Linked DNA regions of Sus scrofa: region 2 is linked to region 1. The links are chromatin contacts, called in public Hi-C maps. All regions are on one chromosome and are shown on one strand. Each heading gives the region's core, a stretch centred on a gene start, on an enhancer-like site or on the middle of the called end of the contact. The rest is flanking DNA. Distances are from core to core; before and after follow the strand shown.

Evidence for each region. A called contact is a pair of places that touch in the nucleus more often than the background predicts.
Region 2: a contact with region 1 is called in a Hi-C map of skeletal muscle, with 2.8 times the contacts expected there. The contact joins the promoter of SYDE1 here to the promoter of RAB8A in region 1. A contact is called at or near these places in 3 of 47 Hi-C or Micro-C datasets (brain, heart right ventricle and skeletal muscle) and 1 of 2 datasets of contacts at active chromatin or transcription factors (alveolar macrophages).

The regions. Positions count from the first base shown.
Region 1 is chr2:61,447,343-61,453,288 of Sscrofa11.1, reverse strand. It overlaps RAB8A (RAB8A, member RAS oncogene family), which reads left to right and starts at 2,938. Exons shown (of 8, transcript NM_001243802.1): 1 at 2,938-3,086. The coding sequence starts at 2,963.
Region 2 is chr2:62,452,591-62,459,068 of Sscrofa11.1, reverse strand. It overlaps SYDE1 (rho GTPase-activating protein SYDE1), which reads left to right and starts at 5,125. Exons shown (of 8, transcript XM_003123426.4): 1 at 5,125-5,339. The coding sequence starts at 5,252.

The DNA of each region.
Region 1 (5,946 bases), core at 1,689-4,188:
AATTAAATAAATACATTAGGAAAATCCACTTAGCATTCATTCTGAGGAAGGTCTACAGAATGAAGACCTTGAAGAGTCAACAGACTAGAGGTAAGAAGATCAGTTAGGAAGGTATTTCAGTTAATCCAGGTATATGCTGACATACTGGAAGAAGAAGGAAGAAGTGATCTGAAGGAAAGTAATCTTAAGACTTAGCTTACTAGATGGCAAGGACTCCAAGAAGAAAGTGCCAAAGATGACTGCAGTTTCACTACCTGAATTGCTTTGATATTTGCCTTCAAATATGATTTTGGGAAAGGGAATTAGGGAACTAAAAGAAGAACTGAAAGCCTTTAAAACATTAAACAATTTTTTGTTACCAAGTCCAACTAAAAACATTTACTTCATTTTAATTCAACATTTAACTGACACTGTGAGCTTGCTGATATGGTAGATGCAGGGAATGTCTACGAATAAAGTATAATGCTTCCCTTTAAGTGCCCTACCATTGCTAGACTGAAGTTCCTCCTCTCCCCACTGCCTTGGGCTGTAATCTAATCTCAGTACACTGTTTTAGTCATCCTTGTGCCTCAGTACCGAATGTAAGTATTTAATGTTTGTTAAACTAACCTGTCTCTGCTCTTGGGGTGTTCCCAATCCCATGAGGTGTGGGTGGGACAGAGGGTGAGGTTAGGACCAGGTTGTGAGGACTCTGCCCCGCCAGTAGACCCTGTTTTAGACTGAGCACACTGCAGGGTGTAATCTGGATTAGTGAATGATCAGGGAGACCAGTGGAGAGATGTGATGATCTGACAGGCATTAGAAACAGAAGAGCAAGATTCAAGAGCTATTTAGAACCTCCTTAAAAAACCAGGATGAGTTCCCATCATGGCACAGCAGAAATGAATCTGACTAGTATCCACGAGGATGCAGGTTCAATCCCTGGCCTCCCTCAGTGGGTTAAGGATCCAGTGTTGCTGTGAGCTGTGGGTGTAGGTCACAGATGTGGCTTGGATCTGGCATTGCTGTGGGTCAGATCTGGCATTGCTGTGGCTGTAGTGTAGGCCAGCGGCTACAGCTCCAACTCGACCCCCTAGCCTGAGAACCTCCATATGCCTCGGGTGCGGCCCTAAAAAAAAAAACATAAAAATAAAAAACAGGATGAGAGGGATGAAAGAAAAGTGTTGGAGATGACTTGGGTTTCACTTGGTAATTAAAGACAAGCTAGTGTGAGTAGATGACAAATTCAGTGGAGGACATGATGAATTAAAGTATCTGACAGATCCAAAAGCAGGCACCCTGAAAGCATTCGGGACATGGAGTAACAGCTGGACTATGGGTTCTCTAAGAACTGAGAATCACCAGCATGGAGATGGTAGAAGCCACGGGAGTGAGTAAGATCACCATGAAAGCAAGAACAGAGGTAGAAAGAACCAAGAGAAACACCAATATCTAAGGGAAGAGCAAAAAATCCCAAAGTAGACTGCAATGGAACCTTAGAATTAGAAGCAGCACCCTGAGAAGGTAAATAGAGGGAATAAAAGAAGCAGGCAAATAACATGGGAAGAGTACAAAGAAAAAGATCTGTGAGAGGAGGTGGTCAATAGTATCAAATGCCACAGAGGCTGAATGCAGCCAGGTGGTCATTGCCTCTGGTTGGTTGAAGCTTTTCCTAACCAGAGCCAGATTAGCCAAAGAATGTGAAGTGGGACAGTGAGGAGAGGCAGCAGTCATCTTTTGTCAAGATCCTTGGGAAGCCTCCAGGCCTGATAGCCCAGAGTGACACATGGCGGTGAGTCCACCCAAGTGATGTGGCTCATCCCTACCACGCAGAAAACTATCTGATCAAGACCTTAGCCTCTGAAGCTGTTCGGTTTGAGTTCAAAAACCAATTTATCTGGTTAAGAGCCTGGGAAAGTCATTTAACCTCTCAGTCTTGTTTTCTCACCGTAAAACTTGGTGGGGGGAAGCGTGAACACACACAATAATACCTACCTCGGTGGGTTGGGGTGTGGACAAAATATTTTATAAATTTTTTTATAAGTGCTGACAACACTGGCAGGCACAGAACCAAAAGCTCTTTAGTATTCCCTCTAATTCTCACTATCCGAACTCTCTCGGCGGGTTCCAAGGCTCCAGGGTGCAACTCAGACGGCTGACTGGGTCGCGGCGGGAGAGGCTCTGGGACAAGTCCTGGGCAACCTCTAAATAGATCCAAGGGAGCATCCTGAGGAGTCCTGCGGACCTCGGGGCGCAGCTTGTGGCTGAGGCCTGGGTGTCTCTAGGAAGATCCGCTGGCCAGCGTCAAGGCCCCGGAGCAAGTCTCGAGGGGGCCTCGTTTCGACTATGACGGTACTTCTGCTCTCCTATCTCTTCGGCTCCGCCCGGTCTGACACGGAAGCCTGCAGACCGCACCACCACCGCCACGCCACATTCCCGCGCTGGACCCGACGCTAATTGAACTTGCTCCGGCCTGGAACAGCAAGAGCCAGAGAACACCCCCACCACCCGCGTGCGCCCTCTGCTGGCACACTACGGCCTTCCCGGCGCGCTTGCGCACGCTCCCCAGACCCCGCCCCAGCTTGAGGGCGCGCGGAGCCGTTGGCCCAGCTGCCCGCCCTCCCCCTCCCATCGGGGGGCGTGGCCGCCCTAGAGTCAGAGGAAGAAGGCGGGGACACAGAGATGCCATGCCCCAGCCTTGTCCCCATTTGAAGCCCCTCGACTCCTCACCACTGGCCAATCGCAGTCCGCCCTGTCCTGAGCGCCGGCCAATGAGCGGCGCCCTCAGGCCGCTTCCGGCTCTGCGCCCTGCTCGCCCCTTCCCCACGTCTTCCTGAGACGGGCGGGGCGCGGGGGCGGGCGTCGGCCGCGGTGACGCGCGGCGGGCCAGGAGCCAATGGGGGGCGGGATCGGCGCTGATGGACTGGGCCAGGGGCCAGTGGCGAGGCGCTGGCCGCACTTCCCGTCGGGGAGAGAGTGTAATATGGCGAAGACCTACGATTACCTGTTCAAGCTGCTGCTGATCGGGGACTCGGGGGTGGGGAAGACCTGTGTCCTGTTCCGCTTCTCCGAGGACGCCTTCAACTCCACTTTCATCTCCACCATAGGTAGTGGGGCCGGGAGCGCGGAAGGCCCAGGCCGGGCTCTCACCCTGAGGGCTGGGACTGAGGGAGCTGCTGAGCGGGATGGACCCGAGATCTGAGAGGGTCGAGAAGGCCGGAGCGGGAAGGAGCAGTAGCCTGCACCGCCCTTTGGGGGTTCCTGGGCCATGGGGCGGGGGTGAGGGTCAGGTACCCAATTTGCAGATGGGAATACTGAGGCCCCAATCCTCAGCCTACTTGTCAGGGAGTGTATGTCCTGGACAGAGTCTTGGCGCCCTGTCATCTTGTTCTTGCATCGGCCCTCGAAGCAGTCTTTGGGGTCTTTGACTTATAAACGTAGAAATGTGGAGTTGTCCATGGGGAAAGGACAGTGACAGGTGACATCTAACTTTATTGAGCTTTTATTGTGTGTCAGGTGCTTTACGTGCATGATCACACTTCCTGGTCCTCTGTGTCAAGTGCTGTTATGAGTTACTTTCACAGAAGAGGCATTTGAGGCTCAGGGAGACTGTACTTGCCCAAGGTCACACAGTCTACTGGTGGCAAGGATGGTATTTGTACCCAGGTGTGTTTGACCCCCCAAACTCAAGGCTCAACCGTCCCAGAGAGATGTGAGCACTCACTCCCCAGGACAAGCATAGCTGATCCATGTCTAAGCCAGGACTCCAACCCAGACCTCTCCTGCTCTTTTATAATGGAATATTCAGGGGTTGAGCCCCCTCCCTGATCCTATTTCCCCTAGAGATGAATTTCTTCTGGAAAGAATGATGAGAGGGAGTCCAGAGACTTTCCTTGCCCAGCTTTCCATCCCACTAGAGGGTAACAGAAATGGCAAGTGACAGCTGTCTGCCCTGGGACCTGTCATCCTGAGGAGATGCCAGATAAAAGCTTCAGCTTAGAAACCAAAATCAGCCACTGCCACAGACAGCCCCAACTTCCCTATCACTAGGGCCAGGACACCAGTTGTCACTTTGCAAAACAGCCTTGCCCACAGGGCCAGCCCACACTGTGGTTGAACAGAACTGACCTGTTGCTTCTCAGTTCTGACATCCACAAAAAGTGGGAGCTGACTTCTCACCAGAAAAAAGGCCATTGCCTGCATGAAAAGGTTTGACTGGGAAGTAACACCCATCAGGCAGAGTGGCCTCTAAGCTCTGCAGCCCTGCTCTGGATGGGGAAGCAGAAGAATGGTCACCAAGCCCAGGGGTTAGAAAAAAACTAGGGAGTAGGTGTTGCTTTACCCCAGTGTATGTTATCTCCCTGAACCCCACAGTGAGCTGCTAATTCCATCCTTGCCAGCCTCCAAGAGCTGCACTTTGCAAGATACTTAGGTGCCAGATGTAAAGAGAATTGGACTAGAACTCATCATGCCTGTTTCCCAGCTGCTGTTCGTCCTTTAACAAGCACTTTGCCTCTCTGAGCCGTAGGACTAGTGTTCTTTGCCTTGGCCAGTACCCTGGATGGTTGAGGATCAGAACTGTATAATGATAAGGGGGTTGTCACCACTGCCAGAGGAAGGAAGCAGAATGTCTCTTATAATGACAGTATTCTTCCCTGGGCACAGATGTTTCTGATTCCTCCCCTTCCCTAACTCCAAGGTCAAATTTTGGGGTAACCCTTCCATCCCCACCTATCAGGAAGTGATATCAACTCCTGGTAGACTGCAGCTCACCCTCAACCCAGACTTCAGTTTCCCAGAGTCAGAACCTTCCTAGTGAGATCAATTCGGAGGTTGAATTTTTTTGTTGGGTTTTAAATTCTTGACCACAAAAGCAAGGCTAGCCCTTTAGGGCTCTGAGAAGGCCGGCCTCCATTTCCAGATGAGGATGTAATTTGGGCAAGGTCATCTAAGGAGGTGGATGTGACACATGAACCCAGAATCCCTCTCTCCTACCCTGATATTCTCATTATATTTGTAAACTTCCTGCAGGCCTCTGTCTTCTAGGAAAGTTTAATTCCCTTTGACCTTGAAGTTATGGCCTCATAACTCTTGGGCCTCATAAAGTTTACACTTCCTAATTAAATTTGGTGTGTTAATAAACCCCAGGAGGAGGGTAGGACAGAGTGATGCTTTGGGCTCTGTTCATTGAACAGAGCTTTTGACTTTGTATGTCCCTATGCCATCTGTCACAGGAGTGGGGATGTTTTAGGAAGAGTTAACACTGCGCAGCTTAGTCCTGAAATACAACCTAATGCATAGAGGCTATTCTCTATCGGCACTGAGCGTACCTCTGAATTTTCTTTATAGATCAGAGATTAAGTGACTCTTCATTTTGTGCCCAGGTTATGTTTTGCCAAAGACTGTTCTCAAGAGCTCCATCGATCATTTGTGGTGTGAACTTGGCCCGGTGGCTCCTAGAGTCAGCTCTCCCTAGCCTGGCTCAGCCCCCATCTCCTCCTCTGGGCCTTGTTCATTCATTCCTTCAGGGAGACAGATGATGTACTTGAAAGTGCTTAGTAAATGGTGCAGCACCACATAGATCCCATCGCTCTTTATTCTTGCATCCAACCATCTTTCCACAGTGCCCACTGCGTGCCAGGCACCCGCCTCAGTACAGGGGTTGCAGGAATGACTTGGATGAATCGGGGGAAGCAGAACTCTAACAGGGCCTGTAGTTAGGATGTGTGTGCCAGTCTGGGTGATCAGCTTCTAGCAAATACATACACAGCACCTGCCTGCTTAGTCACTGAAGATGCAACCATGACTAAGACGTGTGAGCCTCTACCCTCCTGGAGCTTAAGTTCTAGTGGGCAGAATTTAAATGCAGACTTAAATTCCCTGTGATCCCTAGGACAGCTTCTGAGCTGAACAGAGATGGAATTAGCATCCCCATCCTGGGTTCTAAGGGGTCAAGCCAGGACTTAA
Region 2 (6,478 bases), core at 3,876-6,375, 1.0 Mb before region 1:
TTGGAACAGAGATGTCGAATAGACAATGTTAAATTGATGCTGTTGTGATGTCAACTCTCCCTTCACTCCTCTATCCTTTAATAAAACCCACTCCACACCTAGTATCCTTATGTGAGTGGGTTTCTGCTGAAGTCAAGGAAAGAAGCCAGTTCCTCATCCTCTAGACCAGGAATATTGAGTTTACCATGAAACTGTTAATTCAGCCACAACATGAGACCATGAGAAAATAATCATCTAGAGATTCTCCAAAGTCTTGGCAAGGATGTTGAAAGAGGTTTGAGCCAATCTTTTCTAGATCTGAAGAAGAATGACTGGCCAGAATGAGAGTACAATAACATTTGTTTCTCTCCATATGGGATTTTATTGGGTATTCCAGACAATTTTGGAGATTCAGACACTGAGGCTCATAGAGGGAGAGAGGTTGTCCCAAGATCACATGGTGGATTGGGGAGGAATTCATATCCAGCCTGGTGTGACCCCAAAACCTGATCCCTCCTTCCACCATGATGCTGGATGGCCTTGCAGGTAGTTCGCTCTCCCGAGGTCATGCTGCAGCTTGGAACAGCTTAATTCTGCCCCTTGTGGGGCTTTAATAGGAGGTGGGTAAAAAGTCCCACCAGATCCTCTGATTTGAATGGCTAGAAAAGCCACTTCCAGCAAGGCATGAGGAAGGTCTTGGTAAGGCTTGAGCCCAAGGTCCTGGAAAGAGAGCTCCTATTTCATACATTTGCCTTGGAAATGGGGAGTCATTTCTATCTCTGTGCATCTGTATGGTGGGAGGTCTCCCAGGACCACCCATGGGTTCCAGGATTCACTAGAAGGACTCACGGAACTCAGCAAAGTTGTCATACTCATGCTGTATCACAAGGGAACAATACAGATTAAAATCAGCAATTAAAAGGCACGTGGAGCAGGGTCCAGGAGAGACCAGGCGCAAGCTTCCAGTTGTCTCCTCCCTGTGGAGTTATTGGACAGTGCTTAATTCTCCCAACAATGATGTGACAACACACATGTGTTTACGTCCAACCTGGGAAGCTCCCTGGTGCCCAGGGTTTTCACTGGGAGTTGGCCACTGTATTAGTTTACTAAGGCTGCCATGACATCACAGACTGGGGGCTGAAACAACAGAAATTAATTTTCTCAGTTCTAGAGGCTGGAAGTCCAAGATCAAGTTGTCAGCAGGGTTGGTTCCTTCTGAGGTCTCTCTCCTTGGCTTGAAAATGGCCATCTTCTCCCTGTCTCTTCACATCATTTTCCCTCTGTGTGCACACATGTCTGTGTCCAAATTTCCTCCTCTTAGGATAATAGTCATACTGGATTAGACTAAAGACTTTATTTTTATTTAATCACATGTTTAAAGATCCTATCTCCAAACACAGTCACAGTCAAAATTACTGGGGAGTTGGGATTCCAACATATGAATTGGGAGGGGCACATAATTCATCCAATAACACACACCTAGACACGGCTGACCACCTATGTGGCTCATCTTAGTTACTCAGTCTCTGGCCCCTTCAGAGATTAAACTGATACATTGTAGACCAAGGCCCCTACCATAAATCACATTGTTAGCATAAATTATTTGGCATGGCCCCCAGGTATACAATAGATTTCTACAAGGTAGCATAATACAAGGGCTTAGAGGCTACCTCCCAGAGCCAGTCAAGGGCCAGACCATTCTTTGGAATGTGCAAGAGATCAGAGGCCTGAGAAGGGAGGAGGAAGGAGCTAAGGAATGACACGGGGTCTCTTCCTGGCCCGGCCCACCCCAGGCCTCTTGTCCCTAGCTGACCAGTCACCCCTATCCAGCCTGCCTCCTCTTCCTCTGGGACAACTTCTTTGAGGCCCTCGTGACCAGTACCCTCAGGCTCTGCACACTGGACGCTGAGACAGCTCTTGGCATGGCCACAGGTGACCAATTGCTAAATGTGTCCTAGGACCTGTGCAGGAGCGTGGCCAGCAGGAGAGCCCAGCAGGCCTTCAGCTAATAAAAGGAGGGCACTGTGTGGGCAACAGGGGGACCCACTGTACCTCAGCTGCAGCTCCAAAACTGCCTGGTGTGGCTTTTCAAAGGGCCACTGGGAGGCTCTGGCCAAGATATGCTGCCCTTTTAACTACCTCCTAGGTGACACCACATACTCCCTCAGGAAGATGCCTCTTGGTAACTCGACTACCCTTTGTCCCTTCAGCTCCTCAATACCACCCCAGTGGACATCTCTGAGCAGCCACCACTTCCCTGGTGCCTCTGGGGACTGACTCCCAGCCAGGGAGGTCTGTACAGGCTGCAGCACTTGCCTTCTCATCCTGGAAGATGCCAGATAAAGGTGAACCTCCAGTGTAGGAACAACTAGAATGACAGCAGGGGGTGGAGGATACTAGGAGCCTGCTCCCCATAAGCTGCTCCATCTTTCATTTCCCAGGAACTGAGGACCCCAGAGAGGGACAGGGGACTTAGTCCACAGACACATGCCCCATCCAACACCTCCTACCCCCATAGCCTTTATAAGAGAGGGAGTCTCTTTGGACCCATCCCTTTGGATAAATGAGGAAACTGAGGCCTGGAGAGAATGTCTTCATTTGATGTTTCCCAGAAGCTGATCCTAAGATAAGGATTCAAGAACAAGTAGTTTATTTGGAAATTGATCTAGGAAATGCTGAAAGGGCGGTGAAGAAGTGAGACAGAGAAGGGAAGGGAATCAGTAAAGAGTGAATTGATATGCAAGTTTTCGCCATAGGCAGGTAAAATTCAATCCCTTGGGGACCTCTGAGATTTTGTGTGGAACACATACCTCACTGATACCATCTGAGGGGTAAGGAAATTAGGGCACTTACTTATCTGCCAACTTCCATTGTCTGCCAAGAGGATGTAGAGCTCTACTCAAACACGACATGCACCATCTACCTGAATTTCAACAAAATCCTGTATCTCCTGGAGGCTGTGCTTATTCATAAGCATAGCACATTAGCCAATTATGTAAACATTTGGAGGAAAGAAGACATACACACACACTCCAAAATCCAAATGGTGATTAGTAAAATCCAGATGAATAATTTACAAACTTCACCAAGTGTGAAATTTAGCATTCATAATCATTTCATTATATACAGCCAGCAGATCATTTGTTCTCACTTATCAAGAATTTTTTTTTTTTTTTTTTTTTTTTTTTTTTTTTTTTTGCTTTTGCTTTTTAGGCTGCACTTGTGGCATATAGAAGTTCCCAGGCTAGAGGTCAAATTGGAACTACAGCTGCTGGCCTATGCTTATCTAGAGTTTCTGATTGCTGGGAAAAAATCATAGCCAATGGTGAATTAAATGAGCTGCATGTAACCAAATAAATGCAACAGGAAAAGTACAGAAACCCTGTCAAAAGGGTTTACCAAAAAATAAATATTGAGGAGTTCCCGTTGTGGCTCAGTGGTTAGTGAACCCAACTAGCACCCATGAGGATGTGGGTTTGATCCCTGGCCACATGAAGGCACTGCATGTACAAAGAGCCTGGGGCAGAAATAATTTGATATGAAGGAGAACCAGAGATGAGGTCATGGTGAGTGACAGGGACAACAAAGGAGACAAGGCCAGAAGTCTTGTTGGGACTGGATTTTATTTATAGGAATCTAGATTTTATTTTAGGTGGGGTGAGCAATTATAGGAAGACTGTTCGGCATGGATGTGCCATGATCTGAGTTCAGGTTTTTAAGTCCACTCTGAATATTGCATGGAGATTGGAATATACAAGTGAGGCAAGTTAAATTTTCCAAATGGCTACAATAATATCTGCCATCCCACATTCTCTCACACAAGAATGTTACAAGGTCACATTGACACATAGCCCACTGAGAGAGGTGCAGCCTATGACCCCTCTCCTTGAATCTGGTGCGAGAAGTAACACAGTTTGGCACTCAAAGCTGATTCAGCAAAGGTAATGTCTTGTTCATTTTGGATTTTTTTCTGCCTTGCCTGTGGCATGCAGAAGTTCCTGGGTCAGGGATGGAACACACATCACAGCAGTGACCAGTCATAGCAGTGACCAGAGCCACAGCAGTGACAAAGCCAGATCCTTAATCCACTGCACCACCAGGGACTTCCTGCCTTGTTCTTTTTTTTTTTTTTTTTTTTTTTTTTTTTTTTTTTTTTAGGACCACACGCACAGCAAATGGAGGTTCCCAGACCAGGGGTCTAATCAGAGCTATAGCTGCCGGCCTACGCCAGAGCCACAGCAAGGCCAGATCCAAGCCCCATCTGCGACCTACACCACAACTCATGGCAACTCCGGATCCTTAACCCACTAAGCAAGACCAGCAATCAAACCCACAACCTCATGGATTCTAGTCGGATTCACTTCCACTGCGCCACGACAGGAACTCCCTGCCTTGTTCATTTTTGAAGCTTCGGTAGATAAGCAAGAAGCCCAAATACTCTTGACTATTGAGCTGCTCGAAGCCCCCAATTCACATGGAGAAGCATGTGTAGGTGCCCTATTCCACAACCCCTATAGAGGTCCAGCCCACACCTGGCATCAATTGCAAGATCTGTAAGTGAACATTTTTCCAGGTGATTCTGGACCCTCACTTGTTGAGTAACCCCCTAAACCTCAAAATCTTTCCAACTGAATAGAAACAATGTTAGCTCACATTTCTGACCCACAGCATGTGTGAGCATCATGAAACTCTGTTTCACACCACTAAGTTTTGGGATGGTTTGTTAAACAGCAGCAGTAATTGGAATTGCCGGGGGCCGGTTGAGGGGAGGAGAACTGGGTGGAGGAGACAGGCACCGCAATGGCATCAGGAAACTAAGGAAATGGCCATGTCTTCAAAAACTGAGAGGTGCCTAGGGCTTGCACCAGGCTAGAACAGTGGATGGGGGGAAAGAAAAGGGATAAGTGCCCGATGAATTTTGTAATAAACCCAAGAGAACTTGCTGTAGGCGGTCATCAACAGAAGATGGATACGAGGAAAGATGAGGGCCTGGTCCTGCTCTACAATATTCAGTTGGAGCCCAGGAGGCAGCACAGAGCCCCCATTCACTCCCCTCTCGGCCCCAGGCGACTGACTACATATCCCAGCATCGCCCGCTCAGGCCGCGGGAAGGGGAAAGAAAAAAAAAAAAATTGGGGCCAAGCATTCCCGGAATGCGCTTCCTGCTGCCGCTGGACTGGGGGCGGGCGGGGAGGCCCAGGCGGGGCGGGGAGGGCGGGGGGCGGCGCGGCCCGAGCCCGGGGCGCGCACTCCGCCCGGCCCGGGCCCCAGCATGGCCGAGCCGCTGCTCAGGAAAACCTTCTCCCGCCTTCGGGGCCGGGAGAAACTTCCCCGGAAAAAGTCGGACGCGAAGGAGCGCGGTGAGAGGGGAAGGTGGAGAAGAAGGGGCGCCAGACCCCATCTGGCCTGGGAGGGGGTGTCCCGAGGCCCCAAGGAGGGACCACTGAGGGGACTGGGGAAGCCCAGCGGAGCCCCCTGCGGGCCGGGGTTGGGGGCCGGGGTAAGCAGGGGTCCTGGAAGTAACGGGCTGGGGGGAGAGGGGGCGCGGACCGTTATGTGCGCCTGGCCAGGGATGCCAGCGCTGCGTGCTCCTTGGGAGGCCCTGGAGGGGGCCTCACCCCTGACAGGAAATGGGGCCGAGGCGGAGCGCCTGGAGAGTGGAGGGGAGGAGGAGGTGGGAGGCTGAGAAACTGGGGTTTAGTCAAGTCAAGCAGGGAATACCCTGAGCCCTAGAGACCTGGTATAGGGTTGCCAGGCATACTCTTGCAGAGGAGGGAGAGAGGCGGTTCATCAAGCATGGTGGCCACCCCCTACCACCGTCCTCCCCCAACCGCCCCCGCCCCCCGCGACCTATTAACCAGTGACTGCAGCTGAACCCACCTAAGGCAGCCCCAGGAAACTGTCCCCTTTATACAGATGGGGAAACTGTGGCACAGAGAGGTTGAGTAATTTACCAGTGCCAGTGAAGTGATTTAACAGCTCTTTGGACTATGCTACTAAATGAAACCTCCAAGGCTGAGTCCTGGGGAATAGAAATCTGAAGTGACCAGAGGAGGGAGTCCACAGGCAAGACCTTAAAGAAATGGGAGCTGTGTCAGACAGGAAGTCCCAGGAAGGAAGGAGTTAAAGGAGGGGGTGCAGAGGACTGCATGGATCTGACCTCCCCCCCAGCCCTTCCCAAAGATTCCCAAGGTTCCCAGAGCAAAGGGACAGGGGTGCCCACGCACAGAAAAACACAGGAAACAGCTCGAGATGTCAGAAAGGGGAAGATGAGGGGGGAGGGAGGTCAAGGCATTGACCATGGAGGCCTGGCCTGGGCTGAGAGACAGGACCCGCTCCAAAATGCAGGCAGAGTTTGGAACACAAGCAAGGAGTTGGGGAGTGACATGCTGCAAGTAAGGGAAAACACAGCAGGCACTCTTGCTCTTATGCCTGCTCTTGTCTTCCAAGCAAGCTAGCCAGCGTCCACTGTGGACTATGGGTTTGACCAAGATGTGAG